Regions from separate parts of the Rattus norvegicus genome. Here region 1 is linked to region 2. Evidence: chromatin contacts called from public Hi-C data. All regions are on one chromosome and are shown on one strand. The core of a region is the stretch at or near the end of the contact, and the rest is flanking DNA. Distances in the headings are between cores, read along the strand shown. Region 1 overlaps Cacna2d2 (calcium voltage-gated channel auxiliary subunit alpha2delta 2). Region 2 holds the start of Cish (cytokine inducible SH2-containing protein).

Evidence for each region. Hi-C and Micro-C count contacts between places; a contact is called where the count stands out from the background.
Region 1: a Hi-C map of kidney shows a contact between it and region 2, with 4 times the contacts expected there. The contact joins the enhancer-like site here to the promoter of Cish in region 2. A contact is called at or near these places in 6 of 12 Hi-C or Micro-C datasets (the A7r5 cell line, Schwann cells, frontal cortex and 3 more).

Annotation. Positions count from the first base shown.
Region 1 is chr8:117,076,003-117,082,300 of GRCr8, reverse strand. It overlaps Cacna2d2 (calcium voltage-gated channel auxiliary subunit alpha2delta 2), which reads right to left. Exons shown (of 39, transcript NM_175592.2): 25 at 5,467-5,564; 26 at 5,197-5,287; 27 at 5,014-5,076; 28 at 4,780-4,883; 29 at 4,481-4,579; 30 at 4,304-4,392; 31 at 4,062-4,112; 32 at 3,773-3,844; 33 at 3,517-3,669; 34 at 3,138-3,190; 35 at 2,993-3,048; 36 at 2,712-2,838; 37 at 2,481-2,590; 38 at 2,295-2,383; 1 more. The coding sequence ends at 2,067. All of the region lies in intron 1 of LOC120094259 (a long non-coding RNA gene), which reads left to right. Among named protein-coding and RNA genes, the nearest start is that of Tmem115, 7.0 kb to the left of the region's middle. Within about 2 kb of position 2,885, at least 74 of the 93 cell types and tissues checked have an H3K27ac peak or open chromatin away from gene starts, as enhancers often do. A contact at or near this core is called in Schwann cells, kidney and liver, where this site is marked.
Region 2 is chr8:116,846,986-116,853,091 of GRCr8, reverse strand. It overlaps Cish (cytokine inducible SH2-containing protein), which reads right to left and starts at 2,123. Exons shown (of 3, transcript NM_031804.1): 1 at 1,989-2,123. The coding sequence starts at 2,008. It also overlaps the pseudogene Rpsa-ps9.

The DNA of each region.
Region 1 (6,298 bases), core at 1,636-4,135, 230 kb before region 2:
GTGTCAAGGGTAGGAGCCTCTGAGGAACAGGAGTGCGCGGCTTTTCCTCCCAGCAGAGCAGGGTAGTGCTCTGAGGTAAGGCCACCTGTGGTCATAACCACCCAGTCCTCAACCAAGGCCCACACAGTGGATGGAAACTGGTTTGAAGTGAAAATATGAACATTATTTAATAACTGATCTTCTGTAATAAACCATTTGAAAATATTTTACAAGGAATCACACACACAATATTTTACAAAGTTTCTCGACTTTTTTTTTGTCGCTGTTGTTTTCCCAACTTGTCTGTACAAAATAGAATAACAACCAAAACAAAACAAAACAACAACAAAAAAAAAACAAAACAAAAAACGGGGCAAAGGAAATGGCCCCCAAGTCCCCCAGCCCATGGTGAGGGGACAGCTAGGTCAGGTGTGTGATGAGAGGATTGAACCCAGCTGGGGGGGTGGACAACTACCTGATGGGAATTGTTTTGTCTGGTTCCGTTTGTTTTTTTAAACTTAAAATATATATTTATTTTTCTGTATACGTTTGTTTCTTTTTTCGTTTGTATTCTCCGTTGAGCACCTGACTACACTACAGTTACACACACGCCCCCACAGGACACAGCTGACATCCAGGCTGGGCACACATCATGGACACCCACCCTGCCACCAGCATTGGGCATGGACCATACACACACTGAGAAAGCAACACGCAACATGACATTAATTAACGGAGCCATTAATTAATGTACCACCCTCCCACCCTCCTCCCAGTCCATCTGAGCCTCATGGCCACACACCCCCCCACCCTGCCCTCAGTCCCCGCCTGGCCCCCAGGTTACGATGCCTTTGGGAGAAATGACAGAATGAATGGTGTGAAGAGATGTGTCCCAGGCCCAGCCTCTGTGTGTGCAGTATGGTTGACTACACATGTGCTTGGTGCAAGTGTGTGTTCAGCAAGGGAGGGGCAATATGGCCTCCTAGGGGCAGGGACTGTGTGTGTGTGTGTGTGTGTGTGTGTGTGTGTGTGTGTGTGTGTGAAGAGGGAATTAGGCCTGAGTATGTAAGAACCAGATTGGGGATGGGATGGCCCAGCCAGGAGAGACCAAGTCACCCCTGCTAAGGCAAAGTACAATGTCTGGCGGGGTTCTTCTGCCAAAGGGGTTCAGGCAGTGACGTGTGGTCCTACTAGGGGCCTGACACTAGTGAGCAATGGTTACAATGAGCACCTGGCAGGGTGAGGGGCATTTGGGGACACTGGTGGCTAGGGGCGAAACAGAGGCCTTCCCCTAGCATTTGGCACGGTCTGACATTCAGTTCTAGAGATGGGAGGGCCTGCCAGGCTGCATCTCAGAGTGGAGGCAGAGGTGAGCGGAGAAGGAACACACAGGTCAGCCCCTTCACTGACCTCTCGCCCTGTGTAAGGCTTTGTGGGTCCCCCATGGTGTGTGTCTGTTTGTGTGTTCCCTCTCGGGCATGTCTAGTGAGAGTCCAGTTTCTGCTCTCTGAGGTCCAGGTGTCTGTGGGGTGTGCCTAAGCTGATGTCATCGTGAGGCTGTCCTGATACCTGCAAGGCCGAGGTGTGGGTTTGTGGTGTAGCCTGGAACGGCCCGAGGCCTATGGGGAAGGGGTGCCCCCAGAATCTCTCTCACCACTACCATCTCTCCTAGTTTTTTCCCCAGAGAAGGTAAGTTTGGGCCTGGGTGGGGCCAAAGGGCCAGTTAGAGGCGCCCAGCAGTGGCAGGGTTGCCTACATAGAGAAAATCTCCAGGCAGGTGGGTTGGTGAAGGCCTGGTTTGGCATCGGTACTAGTGGCCTCCTGTCCCAACCCACAGGGGTGAGTCCAGGGACTGTGGGCACTTGGACAGTTCAAGGGTGAGATAAATCTTGAGTGCCAAACACCATGGCACCTTACTTTGGGGCTCCCCTGCCCCAAGGCACAGGCCCCGGGGAAGGGGCCCAGTTCCTTCAGGAGAGACTGGCCAAGGATCTAGATTGGGGAATGTGGCATGGGAGGGTGAGCGAAAAGGCTAGGAGGCCAAGGCGGGGTGGGGGTGGGGGCTATGATGTGTGTGTGTGGGTAGTTCAGAGGCGGCGAGAGGCAGCGAAGGAATGGATTTGAGGCTGCGGCCGAGGTGGCAGGCCTAGGAGGAGCAACAGCTGCAGGGAAACCAAGACGCCCAGCGACGGAGGGAAGGAGGCTCCGCGGCCACAGTCTGAGGTATCTTCCTGCAGGGAAGGAAGACGAGGAAGCGGTTGGTACCCAGCGGGTAAAGGCTCGCAGCTGTCAGCAGCGCCGCTCCCCCGACTCACCGTCGCATTGTAGTCAAAACAGATGTGCGGGCCTCTTCGGTATCGCGGTCTCTGCACCAGCTCACACTGCTCCGGGCCGTCCGCTGGGCATGGGTGGGGAGTCAAGGAGAGGGCAGCAGAGATGTAGGGGGGAGGATGCGCGGGGCAGGAGGGGAGCGGGCGGCAGGGAGGGCTGGGGCAGGATACAGTGTGTCTCCTTTTGTAGCAGCCGGCCGACCTCGCACTGGCTGCACAGCGGCTTCTCCGCCACCACGAACAGAAGGTTGGTGTTGGTCAGTCTCTGCGCGTGGAACAGCCTGGAGGAGGGATGGGGGGGCGGAGCCTTGGAGGTTCGCCCCATCCGGGAGTCATCGCCCCGCCCACACCCGCTGCAGACCACGCCCCTCTAACGTGCCTTGCTCCTCGCCCTGCAAGTACCTGCTGCAGTTTCCGCAGTCGATGATGGCGTTATAGGACGCGTTCACCGAGCCGAAGTAGTACTGGGTTTGTTTCATGACGCAGCTGCTCTCGCGCGTCTCGGGGCTGCCCTCGGCTTCTGCCGGGTCTGCGGGGCCCAGACGCCTCAGCCCCGCCCACAGACAATGACACGTCGTCCGCCTCTTCTTGGTGCAGCCTTAAGCCCCACCCTCCCAGTGGTGCGAGCGTCTGTTTCCACCCTGGACTCAGATTTGGGGCTGAGCCTCCCAAGCCCTACTTACCTGCCTGGAACCAGCTGTGATAGATGAGACCATAAAGTAGTTGCTGGAATAAGGACCTGTAGAGCACGGGGCAACCAGTACAGGCGGTCAGCACGTGGCCAGTGCCTTACAGGCCTCCTTAACCAACCTCTCCTCCAGGACTCACCAGGCGGCAGCAGAGGTCCACCAGGCCAAGTTAAGGAAATCTGCAATGGTGGGCTGCAGTGGAGAGAGGAGTGCGGTTGCCTCTGGTTCTAGGTCAACCCTGGCCCTCCTCGAAAATATTAGAGGGGTGTGTGTGTGTGTGCGTGCGTGCGTGCGTGCGTGCGTGCGTGTGTGTAGTGTCTCAAACTCTAATCTAAATTTATTTCAAGTATGTGAATACACTGTAGCTGTCTTCAGACACACCAGAAGAGGGCATCAGATCTCATTACAGATGGTTGTGAGCCACCATGTGGTTGCTGGGAATTGAACTCAGGACCTTGTGCTCTTAACCACTGAGCCATTTTCCCCCTTTCCCCCAAAACTCTAATCTGGTAGCTTACCACAAAGACACCCCTGGGTGCAGCACCCAGGTTGCCAGGAGGCTGAGGGGCACAAGCTGCCTGATAGTCATAGGACTCCTTTCTGGTGTAGAAGGAGTTATTGTACAGTGCCAGCATCAGGTTGGCATCCACCTCACTGAAGAATCTGCCAACCTGGGGATGCAGGGAGAAAGCCATAGTCATGGTGCTGACCGTGGCATGCTCTAGAAGGCTGTGACCCATACTGTCCTTCCATTTTCTTCCTGACCCTTCTTACCTGGTCCCACTGGTGGTTCTGGTTTGACAGCACCAGGAATCCCCCGTCATCAATGAGGACACAGAGTAGGTCCTAAGAGGTAGGGAAGGGAGATCAAAATGGTGAGGGGGCCTACCCCAGACTATTTCAGGCCCTGGCAGTCCAATGGTTCAGAGCAAGGCAAGACTGAAGTCAGGGTAAGGGGTGTCAAGATCGAAAGACTAAGGGGCAGGCTAGGAGTCACAGTTGAGACCAAGGAGTCTGGGGATGAGGGACACTGGGGTCCAGGTCAGAATCAGAGCACACGCACCTCGTTGTTTACCTCGCAGTCCATCTCACAGTGGCTGCTGGGGCCGCACTGCTGGGCAGAGAATGGGGACTGTAAGGCGCCCACCGGTTTTCCTCATGTCTGTTACCCCTTCATAACGCCAGTTCCCCCAGGTCATTGGCAGCACCCCCTGCCTTCCCACAGGCACTGGAGCCAGTCTGAGGGGCAGGCTTCTTCCTTGGAGACTCCAGAGAGGCCTTACTCCCCTTTCCCTGCCCAAATACCTTCTGAGGTTGGTCCTGATGGGTACGGTTGCTGGCAAGCACCTTGAACTTTTCAGCCCAAGCCTCTAGGTCCAGTTTGACACCCACCACTGTGGGAGAGAGCAATGGCTGTCTGTGCCACCTGCCTGGTCAGTGTCCTCACTATTGCCCCAGTCCCGCCTCAGTCTTAGCATTTACCTGCTGGCCTCAGTGTGCGGCGACCCAGACTGAGCTCTACAGCTGTGCTGACGAGGACGCCTACTGTGTCATTCTCCAGCTCCAGTGGCCTTAACAGGGCTGGGATGGATGGGCAGAGCAGTCAGGAGTGAAGGCTGACCGTACTGACCACTCCAAAACAGGGTTCTACCAAAACTGGACTGGACCCAGCTTAAGTCTATAGCACCCCATACGGTGTTTGGCATAGCCTTTCTCTTCACATGTCCCTGGTCTCAGTTAAGGCCTCCCACCTGCTGCTGGGCTTACGGACAGACACTCACAGTCCTGGTGCGGGGGCTTGAAGATATAACCACGGTTATCCAGGCTGCGGCGGTAGAAGCTGGCATTGAAGGGTTCAGGGTTTTCTGTCCAGTCTTCAGCTGCCCTAGAGCACCCAAGACAGTCAGAGCTCAGTGGTGTGCAATGGTCTTGGCAGTGCTGAGGCTTCTGGGTAGTGAAGTAATAGCAAAGTCCCAGACAGGGAGAGTTATTGCTGCACGGGGCTGGCCACTTACTTGTTCGGGAAGACACGTGTGATGCCACCGTCAGTGGCAGCAAATACAGCTAGCAGGCTGTACCTGGGGGCGACAGGGAGATGGGGTCACGGGCCTGTCTTCTACTGTGCAAGGCCAGGGCCTCTGGGCCAACCCCAGCCTCCTTCTACACAATAGCCATAGCTTGGGTGGCTGCGTGCGTACGTGTTGAGATCTTGGTCCCGCCAGACGCGTTCCACTAACTGCTGCGTAATGCCCGTGTCCAAAATCAAGTTATGCAGAAGGAAGTTATTGCCTGGAATAAGACAGGATGGAAAGGTGTCTTACTGCAGCTCCGTGGCGTCCCTTCCTCTAGTCTCCAGGGCTCTGGTGAAAGCCTTCTCTATGCTCTGGCCCAGGTCCTGCCTGCTTGTCCCCAGACCCCTCACATCTCTATGCCCTGACGCCAGTCCCGATGCCCTGACATATACTCACACTGCTTGGAGTCCGGAGTCACTTTCTCCATGAGCTCAATGAAGTTTTTCAGGAACTCGGTGTTGTTGTCTGAGGCATTCAAATCCTTGCAATACTCTCTGGGGGTGGGGAGGGGCAAGAAGAGTGGGCTTGGGGATCTGCATGGGGCAGAGGGATCCAGGCTTCCCGATCCGGTTGCCTGGACGTTGGGTGAGAAGTCCCAGTTGTGGGGAGGGGCATGAATGTTCTCATAGGCTGTGGTCACCATGAGCCTGAAGGCTGCTGGGGCTTAGTTGGGGTAGGCAGAGTGGGTAGAAGGAAGGATTGCTTCTTCTACCGGATGACTTTTCTCTTTCCTGGTCTTGGCCCTGACAAACCTGCTATCTTTCGTGAATAGTTGGACCCAGATGGCACACCCAGGTGGCCCCGGGAAATGCAAATGCCAGTGGCTGGCTCATCCACCTGTATGCCCTACAATGTTCCCATGGGCATGAGGTAGGGTTGAGTATCAGCACTTGCTGTTGTCAGTGTCTAGGACCTCATCTTGCCTCTTCCTAGCCTTGTGCCTTTGAGCAATGCATTCTGGTCTCCTGGGGTTCACTTTTTTCATCATGACACAGTTGGGGTATCAGCAGAAGTGAGTGGGTTCTTCAGGGTGGGCAGACCTCACCAGGCTCAGACACTGGGTCCAGAAAGCACGGGTATGGCAGAACCTCGAGTGGGTTCTTGGAGAACAATGACTCTCTTTGATGGATGGAGCCATCTCTCTCCCTCAATTCCTTAGTCACTACCCTGCCACCAGGGATCTCCCCAGTAGCCTAGATGACAGCAACTCTGTGGACAGTTTAAAAAA
Region 2 (6,106 bases), core at 874-3,373:
TACAGTGCGCTCCTCTCTGAGTTGTGGTTTCTCCTCCATCCAGATGATGGCCTACCTGCCCTGAGGGGTTTGGCAATATTAGAGGGCTGGGGTTAGGGTAACTTAAGTGGCTGAAATCTTCCTAGCAGTCCACCAGCTGGTGATCCAGTGGCTGAAATCTTCCTAGCAGCCCACCAGCTGCTTCTGGGGAAAAAAAGAATCGGCTCTCTCTAACTTCTAATAAAATGTGTCCCCAGAGGTTGGGGATTTAGCTCAGTGGTAGAGCATTTGCCTAGCAAGTGCAAAGCCCTGGGTTCGATCCTCAGCCTAGGCTCAGCCCACATTTGCTGGGGAAAGCAACACTGTATCAGGTATTCCTTGTAGTTAGGAGCTGCCAGCAGTCAGATCTGACAGTGTAAGTGGTGTTTAGAAGGTCATAGTCCTGTGACCACTCAGAAGAAGGGGTGACAGACTCTAGCACCTATACGCTGCCAAGGGTTTTTCCGCACCTGCTCTTGACCGAGCTATGAGAGCTCTGGAATCCCACTTAGTAAGCTACAGGCAGAATTCTGAGGTGACCTGCTTGCTGGGGCCCACAGCTTGATCCAGGCTAGTCAGACATTCCCCAGCCTCTGTGGTAGTTTTGACCAGTCAGTTTAGTTAAGTCCCCTCCACAGGTCCCACAGGTTTATGTAATAGGTACCTCTGGGGCTAGTATGGTGTCTAGGTATAAAATGACTATACTAATCCCTAAAGGTTGCTGGGAGGGACTAAATATCTAGGGAGGGGTGTGTCATCATGGTGACACATGTAGGACTGGTGTGTTCCAAGAACCTGTGTGTGCATGTCTTGGAGTCTAGCCATGAAGTCCTGCCTGAGGACACATGCCAATGAGATGAACCAAGCCCGGGGACGATGGGATATATGTGTGTCTTTTTCCCTACTACCCCAACACTAGTCCCTTGGTTCCCAGGGGCCTTCAGTTAAGGCAAAGTCAAAGAGGCTCTGGGGAACCAGAATGGAGACGTGGGGGCACCCAAGAAGGAAGGCAGTGTGTGTCGTGGGTCTGCTGAAGAGTCCAAAAATTCAGAGACTAAAGGAGCATGGTAGGAACTACTAGGGAAGAGTCTTCCCTACAGCTCTCTTCCTGGGACTCAGGGCTGCTTAGAGCAAGGGCACTTCAGCCTGGCCCCACCTTCCACTCTTCCTCACTTGGCACCATTCCCTTGTGTTATAACAATTGCTACTGGACTTGTAACACACACACACACACACACACACACACACACACACAAAATTCCTCTCTTCTTGGGCTTTCCTGTATTCCTGACTGATCAATGTTTGAAGGGGACCCTGAAACCTAGGGTAAACAGGTGTGCCAAGTTCACTCAGCTGAAACCAAGGCTGTTTTATCAAAGTCTCACTTTCACCATGGTCCTATATTCCCTGTCTTCGGGAAACCTTGGAGAAGGCAGGGTGAAGTCTTTATCACACTGAGATGTCAGTCTGAGCTAAGAGAAGGTATGGGATGCTCCTAAGGGGTGCTGTTTATTCGGTGCCAGCCTGGGGAGAGTCAAAGACCTCAGGCTGGCTTCCCAAGAACCTAATCGCTGGCCTGGGACGGAGGAATGAGCTTCTGAACACAGAGGGGTCTAAGGCTGGCTCAAGGTCACCGATATACGGTCTGGAGCCTGAAGGCCAGGTAAGCTATGAACTCAGCGGTCTAGACTTGTGAGTCCCATCCTGGAGAACCTCCTACACTTTGCGCTAGTGAGATCTCAGGAATGGGGGCTCCTCCCACCGTTTTCCTATCATACTAAGTGTGTGTGTGTGTGTGTGTGTGTGTGTGTGTGTGTGTGTGTGTGTGTGTGTGTCCTAGGCGCACCACCCAAGGTCCTTTCGCACTCCATCTCCAGCCGGTCAAGCCCTCTCAAATCCCGCAGCTAGCTCGAGGCCTGAGACCTCCGGCTTACCGCATGAAGCCAGGGCAGGGAAAGAACTGAGCTTACCCCTGTACGCAGAGGACCATGTCCTAGAGGCAACGGCGGCTCGAGAGTCGGAGTTCGGCGGGACGGAAGAAGAAAGGAGCCAGTGGGTGCCAGGGGTGCGAAGGTCAGGGTCCCGGGGCGTACCGGCGGCGATCGGGGACTGAAAGGCTGTGGTGCGAGCAGCTTGGAAGAACGAGGGGGGACGGACCGGGAGAGTGGGGCGGGGCTAGGCGCCTCCTAATCTTTTGTCCGCTGAGTCCCAGCCCTTCCCGGAAGCCGCATCTTCCTAGAACCGCGGGCTTTGCAGCAGTCGGGAGGGGAACAGGGGCGCAGGCATCTAGTGTTTTGGACTGAGAAAGGAAACACCTTTGACAGATTTCCAAGAACTTTCCAGGAAAACTGGGCGGGAGCTCCTACAGTTGACCAATCGCATCGCTGGACGTGGGACGAGCAGCTGAACAGACCAATTGAAGTGCATGGACCCTGGACTCACGTAACCGGCCGGGGCGGGACCCAGAGACTAGTAGGGAGAAGACTGGGTTAGAAAAAAGTTAAGAAAGAATATAGATGCGACTCCTGCAACTTGAGACCAGATTGTCTTCCCTCTGCTTCTTTGGGGATGGGTGCGCTTATCTCCCCCTTAGAACTTTAGCGCGGAAGCAGGGTCTGGGCCGGTCCTCCTAGCTAGCCGCTCCTAGCCGATCGGACACTGCATGAAGGTGGGTGATATGCTGTGAGAAAGACTTAAGGAGAGGCGCTTAAGAGAACCGAAGAACTAAGCGGGTCCATTGTAGTCATCACAGCTAAAAGCGTTCAGGCTACAACTAATCTTTTGTAATCAAATGAGCTCATCCATCCCATCTTTGCCTAATCTCTGAGTGGACCGCCACTTGGGAAATTACCCTCTTGAGTCACAACCCTGTCTATGGTTTGGTGAGGTCCAACCAAATGCTGCGAGAAACCTGAGTTCAAACAAAGGGAGATCAAACAATAGGATCATAGAACTAAGGGACAGAATGCTGCTTCTCGTACAACAAAGAACTTGCTATATTTTATTTTCAGTAACTAACCAGGGAGGTTTTTTGCTTGTTTTTGTATTTAAATAGAATTCAGACTACCTCGGAGCTCAGTATGTAGACCAGCCTGGTCCCAAACTTCTGAGCAAAAGTTTACAGTGTGAAGTTACAGGCTAAGTCACCAAGTCTGGTTTACCAAGGAACTGTAGGGTCTATGTGAACTCCCTCCAAATCCATGATTCAGGATATGGGGAGATAAGACCTGAAGAGCCAGTACACCCACTCCTTCCACACCGTCCACTGTCCAGTATGGGTGTCTCTTCTCTCCACACATGTCACGCCACCCACATTCCTCAGAAAGGGCGGCTGTAAAGTTCTTGGCAGAGATGACAGGCTTCTGGCAGTGTCTAGAATCTGGGCAGTGTCTGGGCTTTCCCCAGCACAGGCTCTGGGTGCCCCACCCAAGATAGAGAACCGAAGATAAAACCCTGAGAAGTGGGAGGAGGACTTAGTGAAGATAAGAGATTACTCTGAGGGACCCAGTTCTCCGTAGATGCCTTGGAGGGGAAGTTAAGCTCGGTGTAACCCCATTAGGGCTCGCAGAGTATATCAAGAAGCCAGTTTCTTGGAATATGGATAGGGTGGTGTAGGAGTACCCAGAAATGGGATCCCTGTATGTATGTTAAGAAGATATGGGGGGGGGGTTGGGGATTTAGCTCAGTGGTAGAGCGCTTACCTAGGAAGCGCAAGGCCCTGGGTTCGGTCCCCAGCTCCGGGGGGGGGGGGGAAAGAAGATATGGGGGATGGGGGATTTCACAGGTGTCATGCAACAGAGCTGTATTTTCTTTTTATTTACTTACCCCCCTTTTTTTTTCTTTCTGAGACATGTGTAATCTTGGCTGTCCTGGAACTCACCGTGTAGACCATGATTGGTCTTGAACTCACAGAGATCTGCTTGCCTCTGACTCCCAAGTGCTGGGATTAAAGATGTATGCCACCACTCCCCAGAGTGATTCCCTTTTTAAAATTGTGTGTGTGTGTGTGTGTGTGTGTGTGTGTGTGTGTGTGTTCAACATCTGTTTATAGCCACAGCACTCACGTGGAGTCAGAGGATGACCTGAGGGAATCACTTCTCTGAGTCCCCTCTGTTGTCAGTCGTAGTGGCAAGCACCTTGATCTGCTGATCTCTTTCACCACTGAACCCCAGAGCTGTGATTTTGGATTTGGATCTTTTTTAAAGGTTTATTTTACACACACACACACACACACACACACACACACACACACACACACGCACGCACAGAATATAGCTATTTTCAGACACACCAGAAGAGGGCATCAGATCCCATTGCAGATGGTTGTGAGCCACCATGTGGTTGCTGGGATTTGAACTCAGGACCTCGGGAAGAGCAGTCAGTGCTCCTAACCGCTGAGCCATCTCTCCAGCCCTGAACTTGGACCTTTATGATGCTACATTTCAAACACTCTACCCCAACACTATATCCCTTTCACGGTGCCTACTGGACACTGAGCGTGTGCTAGACACAGTTACCACAGATAATGCTTTTATGGGAGGACACTAGGACACGGGTTACGTGTGCCTTGGATCTTACAGCTAGCAAAGTGAGGGTTCCAGCCAAGGCCCTGCATCATTCCACATACTTCCTCTCTGGGTCAAGATAACCTGCAAACTCTTAGGCATCCTTATCTGTCCTCACTCCAGTCTGTATCAGAACACCCGGATATCCCTTTGAAAGCATCTCCTACAGAGGTCAGGGATTAGGATGTTCAGTGCAAACCAGCGTCTCAGGGGGTTTGGCTCTCCAGTAGTCTTTTGTGAATTTGACAGTGTTATGTATCTCACCTATGTGCTGGGAATGGTGATGTGCCCTGTTCTGCTCAAACAGCCTCTGACCATTTCCTCATTACCAGTCCAGTTCCTGACCGCGCCCCTTGAAGGGACCCCTCCCTGACTGCTGGGCCCACACTGCCACCCAGTGGCGATCCTTAAGACCTCACTAGCCAACTACCCAGAGCTAGTTCTTCCGAGGGCATTCCATCTCAGGCGCTGCCTGAATTCCTGTTGCTGCAGGAGACTCCGGCCCTTCCCTTCCCAGAACTATCACAAGATGGGTCACAAGAATCCACAGCAATGTAGCCTCAATATATGGCTTCTATCCTTTCATCATGAACTGCTCCCGATCATCAAAGGCAGTTGTGGTAGGAAGCAGGGATTTCCCTCCACCAGCACTTCACTGGATGACCTATTTGGTCATTATAAGCTACTTCAAAGGCTTCAGTTTCTGTTCCCTTGAATACCCAACTACTACTGTTACTGTTACTGTTACAAAGGCCTAAGTGCCAGAGTCTGCTGTCACAAACCCAATTTGCCCAAACTCAGCATCCTATGTTCTGAATCTTTACAACAGTGTGAAGGTGACATGATTCCAAGTGGTTGCTACAGCATGAGCATTGAGGGGAAGACAGCTATGTATTCTGATTTCCTGGGTCAAATGAACAGCTGGCAAAACCTCTGTTTATGATTGGTATGGGAACTATGTGTGTATAATCATAGAGATTTACATTTACAATTTTATTATTAGTGTGTGCGTGCGCACGCGTGCTTGTGGCACGCACATGCATGCACGCACACACACACACACACACGCACGCGCACACACACACACGCATGCATGCCACAGTGTGAATACAGAGGGCTGTGGAGTTTATTCTTTTTTTCCTTCCATAGATCCTAGGTAGGTCGCTGAGCTTATGTAGGACGTAAAGCATTTACCCACTGAACCACCCCACCAGTCCTGAAAGGGCATTTTTTTAATGGGGCTACTTGCTTTTTATACTTCAGTATGGCCTGATCACTTGCAGCAAACAAGTTTGACCTCTTTGAATATAATTTTTAAACAAAACGCAGTGTATGGTGGCTCACATCTGTAATCACATCTGTAATTATAACACTCCAGGTCGAGGCAGAAAGGTCAGGAATTGAAGGCCATCCTTGTCTATTCAGTGAGTCTGAAGTTAGCCTGGGCTAAGTAATCTGTGTTGCCCAGGGACAGGTCCATACAGCGTTGTTCTTGATTCCTGTCGTAACTTGAAGGAAAACTT